Linked DNA regions of Hordeum vulgare: region 1 is linked to region 2. A link is a contact called in public Hi-C data. All regions are on one chromosome and are shown on one strand. The core of a region is the stretch at or near the end of the contact, and the rest is flanking DNA. Distances in the headings are between cores, read along the strand shown.

What was found. Hi-C and Micro-C count contacts between places; a contact is called where the count stands out from the background.
Region 1: a Hi-C map of leaf shows a contact between it and region 2, with 6 times the contacts expected there. The contact joins the promoter of LOC123402259 here to the promoter of LOC123403951 in region 2. A contact is called at or near these places in 4 of 6 Hi-C or Micro-C datasets (leaf and seedling) and 1 of 1 datasets of contacts at active chromatin or transcription factors (embryo).

What each region holds. Positions count from the first base shown.
Region 1 is chr6H:340,985,225-340,989,435 of MorexV3_pseudomolecules_assembly, reverse strand. LOC123402259 (vesicle transport protein GOT1-like) reads right to left here and starts at 1,843. Exons shown (of 7, transcript XM_045096154.1): 1 at 1,635-1,843.
Region 2 is chr6H:340,523,886-340,528,214 of MorexV3_pseudomolecules_assembly, reverse strand. LOC123403951 (protein FLOWERING LOCUS T-like) reads left to right here and starts at 2,480. Exons shown (of 4, transcript XM_045097854.1): 1 at 2,480-3,961. The coding sequence starts at 3,770. It overlaps LOC123403952 (a long non-coding RNA gene), which reads right to left. Exons shown (of 2, transcript XR_006611599.1): 2 at 841-2,471.

The DNA.
Region 1 (4,211 bases), core at 594-3,093, 460 kb before region 2:
TACAAACAGAAAAGATATTATACAACAGCTATATTATTTCTGAGTTAGTGCTCCTAACAGGTACCAACAGCCTATCACAACTAGTGATAGAGGGGAACAACAAAAAATGTCCATATCAGAAAGTAAGGATATACCATGAGCAATTCACACCTGCACATAAATCACTTAGGACCAACGTTTATTTCTACCTTCTGAAGAAATGCAGTGCTGGTTTGCAGGAAATTGAGGCGTTTACTATACCAGCACAGACGCGCTGATGCCTAGAGTACCTTATGTATTAAATTTAAACAAATATGGAAAACAGTAAGTTTCATAGTTTAAGGATCCCTACCCCTTCAGACCCAAATTTATAATATTCCCTAGCTTGTGAAGAAACAAGAATATGGCATTTGTGTGCTCAAGATCCTTGGAGCCCTTTTACTGAAAAATAATAATCAAAAATCGTATTTCAAATTTTCAAAAATGCTAAACAAAAATACTATGTATTCATATGGATGTATACTATATGTATGTAAAATACCAAAATTTAATGAGAAAATGCATTAACACGCGAGCTACACAAAAAAGGGAAACTCGTTGATTTTTTACAGTGAACAGGCGCACACTTTTCAGTGTTCACTGTTTTCAAAAGCACAATTCTGTAACTTTTGTGTAGCTCGCTTCTTAACGTATTTCATCATGTGAATTTACGTACACACAGTATACATCCATACAACAATGTCGAATTTTTTCAGAATTTTTGGAACTTTGAAATACGATATTTAAACTTTTCAAAAAAAAATCGGGTTCCATTGAGCCTGAGCACTAAAATGCATTTCTGCAGAAACAATTGCTATATAAAAAATTACCATCTGTTACAGAAAACTATGGGAATCACACAAGACAAATAACTTGCAGTAACAAACTCCAACTAGAGTCCAGAGAACAGAGTTTACCAACCAATCTTCACAGATATAAGATCAACTATATGATTTGAACTCTCTGTTAAGGGTTAACTCGCCAAGGGAACAAACTGTCAACTGATCTCCACGTTCAGGCTCCCAATGCAGTCATTAGCTTCTTGCAGGAGAGCAAGCCACCGGAGATCATGGAGTGAAGCTGCCACACACCTTACCACAGATCCATTTCTCTAGAACAGATATACAATCAAAGCAGAAGAGCTACAGGCATTTTACTCGGAAAAGTTAGGCCTATATGCCAGGGCAGCAGACGCTGAGCCAGATGATTAAGCCGCCACAGAAGTGGCGGATATTAGGTGCTAGCCTCTGTCCATGGTTAGTTGGTTACACATCTCCAACACTTGCAACCTACGGGCGCACAACACGGCGCGGCGGCTGTGGGCTTGCCTGGGTGAATACCGAGGAGCAGTGTCACTCACTTATACGGCGCCAAAACCGCAAGCGGCAGCGGCAGCTCGGATGGTTCAAGACTTCGATCGGGTGGAAACGGCGTTGCCGACGCGTAACGAGACCAATACACGTCGTGCCAGGGATTGCCCCCAACACGACCACTCGTAGCACGGGCAAGAAGAAGCACACCGCGCGCGGTGGCGGAAATCTCGGCGCTCACGGAGGGAATGGATCGGCTGCGGGGAGGAAGCAATCAGGGGACTGGGATTAGGGTTTATTACCTACCGATGAAGCACGGATCTCACACGGTGTCGGTGTGGTACGCTGGAATGGGGGTGGGGGTAGGAAATCGCGCGGCGTCCCGGCGAGCGACAGTTGTGAGAGAGAACGGCTAGAGCTCCCCGCGCGGTTGCCACCGGTCGCCAGCTCCGATGGTGACCGGAATAAGAGCAACTCTAGCAGACCCGTATACGACGGACAGTGGCCGTGTTTGATACTCTAACCTGGTCAGAGTTAGAGTTAGATTCTAACCCTTGAACTAACCTAAACTAACTCTAACTCTAAAGGTGTTTGGATGAAAGGGTTAGATGGACAATAAATGCTTTTTTTTAATCATTTGGCTACTTTAGACCTCTCTCTTTCCCTGGACCCCACCTACTCTAACCCAAAAAAGCACCTCTTAGGTGGGTTAGAGTTTTTGGGTGGGTTAGATGCATCTAACCAACTCTAACCCACATGTTTGGATCTTTGAGGGTTAGATGGTTTAAATCTAACCAACTCTAACTCTAACCCTAGGATCCAAACATGGCCAGTATCGTATGTTTACAGTATGTGAAAAACGTTTTTTACGAATTCTACCGCGGTCCTCGTCACCCGAAAAAACATGATATTTACTGAAATTGACTAAAAACATAAAATCAAATTTTCAAATCATAATACAACAACTATTCAGATTATAATAATTATTTAAATCTTCAAAATAAAGTAACATTTCAATAAAAAACTGTTCTTAACACAACAATGATGAAAATCACGCATGAATTAAATGAAATGAATGAAAAAATGGCAGAAATTGCTGCCCATGTCTGTGTCAATGGTGCACAATGAGATCCTCGTGAAGCTGATAGTGAGTGTTTGCGTTCTCAATCTTCCGGTACGTGTGAAGAAATGTTTGTATGCGGTCAGGGTCTCTAGCTCACTTCACACGCATACCGACGTTGTCGTAGAAGAATTCTAAGCTCATGATCCTTTCATCTTCGAGGGTCATACTATGAAGAATCACGCAACAATTCCTGATGTTTTTTAGGGTTCTTTTATCAAAAAACAAGCAGGACTACAAACAATAGCAAACCTTGATTGCCCCAAAGGCTATTTCATTATCTTTTCTCTGATCCTCTTGTATCTTTGCAAATTCAACATGCTTTCTAGTGTTGGTTTTTTTTATGCTCTTGACTAATATACATCAAGAAAGATAAATACCATGTGCAAAATAGTATCCCTTGATGTATTCATGTCCATTAATCATGTAGTTACAAGCAGGAGCATCACCACTAGCAAGTCTAGAAAACAAATGAGACTGTTGCAACACATTGATATCATTGAAAGTTCCCAGTATACCAAAAAAGCAATGTCAAATTTATAAATCCCTGGATGCTACGGCTTCTAACACAATTGTTGCATCACGAAACTTGCCACAATAATGCACGTGTCATGCCTTTGGGCGGGTTTTTCAAGTTCAATGCATGCAATCAACACTTCCTAGCATACCAGGCCAACCTCTCCTCTCACTTGTTGCCATCAACCATTTTTTGTGTCTTCCTCGTTGGGTGCACGAAGATAGACAGGGCCAAAGATGCAGACGATCACTTTGGCAAACATACGCACTCATTCAATTGTAGTATCTTCACCAATGCGAAGATATTTGTCGGCATAGTCAGTCGGAATTGTGAGATGCAATCACTCGCATAAGTGCCAAGATTTTTTTATATGCGCTAAAACCCTTCAAACCAACGGTGTTTCTCCTTTGAGTAAAAAAAATAAGAATTTGCCTCTCAATCTTGCACTAATTTTATGAAGAGGGGGCGGCGCATTTGATACCTTCTTCGGAAGAGGTGCGTCGAATATGTTGGATTATCCGCGAAGTAGTCTTGCATGAGCATCTCGTTCCCAAGTTGGTGGTTGTGAGGGATGCACAAGCGGCTGACGGTTGATCTAAAAGCACAACTTCTCCCTAAGTGGTTTTTGTATTTAATAACAACATATATGTCATTGAACTAATGATTTTATCTAGTATACTTCAGGAAAAGTTCAATGATGAATTGGCTAAGGATTGTGAGGAGAAACCCCAAGGAAGGGAATGAATGGGATTGGCCAAGCTTCAAGCTTCAAGACTCTACACTTTATATTTTGTGAGAAATCACATTTGAGCCCATAAAAAAGCCAATACTATTAAAAGGGGATGAGGTGTCTATGATGATCTGGTTGCTCAAGTGCTTAGAGATTAGCCACCAAAACTACTCATGAAATTCTCCCACAAATATTTTGTTCAAACCCCAAAGTCAAATTTGGTGCCACCAATTCTTCCAAATCGGTCCTACCAAGTTTTACCCTAGACAGAACCTATCCAAACCATAGCATCTCGGTACCACCAAGTTTGGTTTCGACCTGACCGAAAAACAATGACCAACTCCCTGGTTAGCCATTTGTTAAAAAAGGAATTTCTGAGTTTTGCAAATTGGTGACACCGAGTCTGGTAAATGCCTAGGGCACCCAAAATCGGACCCTCCAAAATTCATATATCGGTCTCACCAAAAAACCTAAAGTTGCCACATTTTGCACTAGTCTGTACAACCAAGTTTTTAC
Region 2 (4,329 bases), core at 1,231-3,730:
ACTTGTCACCCTTGGCAAACATAATTTGCCATGAAAAATGTTTCGTTTGACATGCCTAAAAATCTAAGGTTCATTGGATCTTCTGTTTCATCATGTTTCTAGTACCATCTGCAAAAAACAATCATGTCAACTGAAGAGACCCTCACTCACAAAAGAAAAGAATTAAAGTCACCCTGACTTGAAAGAAAATTTCTGTTTCTATCTTCCGTAAGAGCATCTATAGCCGGACATTGCAAATATGACCCTTTAAACATTCGTGGACACGCCCGATCAGTGATCAGGCGTGTTTCTTATTTGTCCGTCCGCGCAAGCACACTCTTCATTTTCTTTCTCATATCCGGTCAATTGCACGTGATTAGAATGAATAAAGAAAAGAAAAAAGTGGTCCGGAGTAGGGACACGTCATATATGACGGACTAACCGAACACGTCCGGACGCATCCACAAGCCTTATATCATTTTCATATTTGAGATGGATATGATGATGCACGAATAGTCCAAACGTATAAGGATGATATGAGGAGTCCGACTGAGTTACTTTTTTCTTCTATCGAGTCAAAATCTTGCCAACCTACAGCCGACATCCCCGCCGGCCGTCAGCTCGCGGCGATAGGCGGCCTCTATGGCTCTATCGGCCAGTGTTTGCAAAGTCAGAAGATCCAACCGAACCGGCCTACACCAGAATAGGGCAGAGTGGGTAAGGGTAGCTTTTGCGCCGATTTCTAGTGCACGCACGTACTATTACAAGCATACGTGCGGGCCATAACAGTCCTTCCAGATGTGCAGGAAGCCGATAAGACCATAAGATGAGTAGTACAACTAGATGAACCGAGAAAGCACATCAAGCAAGCGGCACTCCACTCGAAACGCTCATTTGACCAGCACAGGTCTGCATGTACAACTTGCAGCACATGTACCGATGCCGCAAGTACGCTGTCCCTAGATATATCCAGCACCAGCAGAGCAGCTACATGCCGTTTCCTACTTTAGCCCTCTGTTTTCCCCTCTAAAACACACTCGGTGAACTCAACTACAAGGCATAAGCGCCCGGACACATCTGGTGGCCGCCGGGGCGAGAAATGACGAGCCACAGGCGCCGTCGATGCAAGACACAGAGGCCAGCCTTAGATTAAGAGGCTTAAGAAAGAAGATGGCTGAGAAAGAATAAAAAGGATAGCTAATAAATCTGCTGGTACTTGTATGATTAAAAATTTAAAAACAATCGACCCCATACCTCTTTTTTGCCCCTGGCAGCTATAGTCTCTGAGTAGCTTATAACTCTTAGGCCTGAGCTTAAGTGCAGTGCTAGTCGTTTCCAGAAGGATTCCCCTGTCCATGCCCAGATTCTGAGTGATCGGTTCAACTCTCAGAGCATGGCAGCCTACGTACCCAAAAGAGAAAACAAAATTGCTGGCACTACCCTAGAGGCAGTGAAAAAAATGGCTAGGCAGTACATTACAAGTATTGCGACCAAATAATCTTAGTCGGCGTCTCGTTGCCTTGATCAGTTACTTGTGTGCCATGTCAGATTTCTCACAACATAAAACAGATTTACCATCCAAGAGGCTCGGAATCCATCTTGACGTAATACTCATAGACGGTGATCAACTGGTGATTGCCTACAGCTTTTCTCTATGAGAGCACATAACCAGAAGGCAGCAGAATCCAGCTTTTCAGCAGCCACCAATGGAAGAACGCAGCAGTCCAGCAATATCCAGATTTTTCACAAAATCCAAAACCACGCAGAATTATTATTTTTTTCCTTTTCTGGAAGTTATTTCCTCCATATCGATGTCTGTTTCATGTAATTCCAAGCTGGAAGTATCTCTGTCAAATGTCCATGTCTGTACTTGGGCAGCCCATGTGATGTCTATCATTCTCCGCCGAGTTCGATGCACTATTCGAGTGCCTGGACCAATGGGATATGCCCACGTGAAGGGCGGCACTGCTTTATTCGTTGGTCAAGGATCAAGACCGTGTAGCCACAAACCAAACCAAACCAAAAGGCAATCCACATATTCCATCAACTTTAAGGTTCATCATCTCTTATAACTAAACTCTTTGCAATTCTTTGTTTTGACTCACTCAATTGAAATTCAGGCCTGAGAAATAACACTATGCACATTTGACATTTATTACCTTCGAATTCAGGTGCGGTGGTACTTCTCTAATCAAACATAGTAAGGCTTCTCTTTCTAGCTTTGGGAAATTGCTTACAAATTTTTATTCATAATTGCTCGAACTTGCGAAGCTGAAAACCTACAGAATGCAGCAGTATCAGGAGAATGAAGTCCACATAAACTTTACTGTAAAGTACAGGAATAAAATTAGATTCTATGGTCCCCTGCTAGTCAAGATCAATGTAGACCTAATCTAACACACCTTTGCCTCATCTTTTATCTGAAGTACAAATAAGTTGACATATACAGTTCCCTTTTTAAGACAAGAGATCAGCAACTGAAGAAGAGTCCTCTGCAAATGATATTCCATAACACAGTTGGAATGGCATATACGCCAAAAAACAAATAAACTTCTACAAGTATTCACAGAACATCTATTGAGGTAATGAGGTCGAATACTCGAACATCATATTCCATCAAATAAACCACTAAATCAGTGACAATTAGTATGGGTCGGAGGGAGTAGAATAGAAGACATAAATTTAAGTAGAATGTGGTTGTGTGGATGTATTTACGACACATACAGATTAGACATCAGAAAAATAACCTTCAAGTGTTTAGGTATGATATGGAGGTTTTCAACTTCAGTCGATTGTACTATGATAGACTTTAAGCAATACTATTTATTTTCCTAAAGATAGTACTACTCCCGAAAGTAAGAAGTGCAGCTACATGCATATTTCCCAAATGCAGCATGATCTAGGATAACAATATATTGTGCTAACAAAACAAAAGGCCAGTAAAAAAAATCAAGAAACGCAAGAGATTTTGCATTTCATTGTATTGAAAAGAGAGTTTTGTTACAATCCTCCTAGGAGATTTAAGGAAGCAAAAACAAATGAATCAATGCAGAAGACAGACAAAAAAAAAGAGATTTGTCAGGAATACCCCCTACCTTTTTTAACATTGCAGTATATAATATTCTCATCCCACCATGCTTACACTTCTTTTGACGGAACACCACGCTTACACTAATTTTATAAACCTCTTAGTTACTCATCTTACTTACAGCTAAACAATACAATCTACAATACATGATCGTCTAGTTAGCATTTAGACATGTTACAAGACAGGGAGGGGGTGGGACGGGGGACTCGCCCAAACACTAAGCTTAAATTGTGTTTGAAGGGGAAAAGTGTACATAAAGAGGGTGGGAAAGTTTATAGCTGAAAACAAAGAACATGGTGCATCAGTCTGGGAGATAAGTCAAAAGGCAATCCTCTTTTCGGTAGGGGCACCTATTTGTTAGGCTCTAGGTATAGGGAATAAGTGAGTGCGATTACATCAGATTTTATTCACCTACGTGGAATGGTAGCGAGCACTTCTTCTATTGGTGTAGGCCCGGAGGGTGGACAGCCCTAAATATTTCAAGTGACGGCAACCCATATCATTGTTTGCAGTTTAAAGATACCATGGCGTACAGAAGTAATAGTTTCGGTCGTCACGAATGGCTCACCATCTAGGACTGAGAGTATATATAGAGCACAGGCCTGCACCGCTCACTTCACACAAGTGCACACTTCGAGGCCAAGTTAGCTCCTCTTGAGCAATAGTACTTAATCTCCTCGACACCACCAATTGTAGGTGACCATGTCAAGGGATCCACTTGTTGTAGGCAATGTAGTTGGAGATATCTTGGACCCATTTATCAAATCAGCATCACTCAAAGTCTTATACAACAATAGGGAGCTGACTAATGGATCTGAGCTCAAGCCTTCACAGGTAGTCAATGAGCCACGGATCGAGATTGCTGGGCGTGACATGAGAAACCTTTACACTTTGGTGAGTTCATAACTCCTGTCTACCTCGTTTGACCATTGAATATGATTGGAAATTAAGCTTTCTGCCTTTAACGTTTAACCAAACAAAACAGTGATTACTGCAACTGTGGCTTTGTCAGGTCAAGGTTATTATTTCTACAGTATGTTAGGTCACCCTTATTTTCTCTCTAAAATATCACGCTGTAAGACAACATTAAAAGCTGTAGGAGTACACCCATTAGACTGGAAGGCAAGAATCTTCACTCTTACGATTTAAAAGCTGTCCTCGTTGCGTGAGAAAGACCTATTGCAGTTCTACATTTTATTTAAAATATATCCTATAATGGTGTTCAATTTGCTATCACTAGTGTCAGCACATATACCAGCATC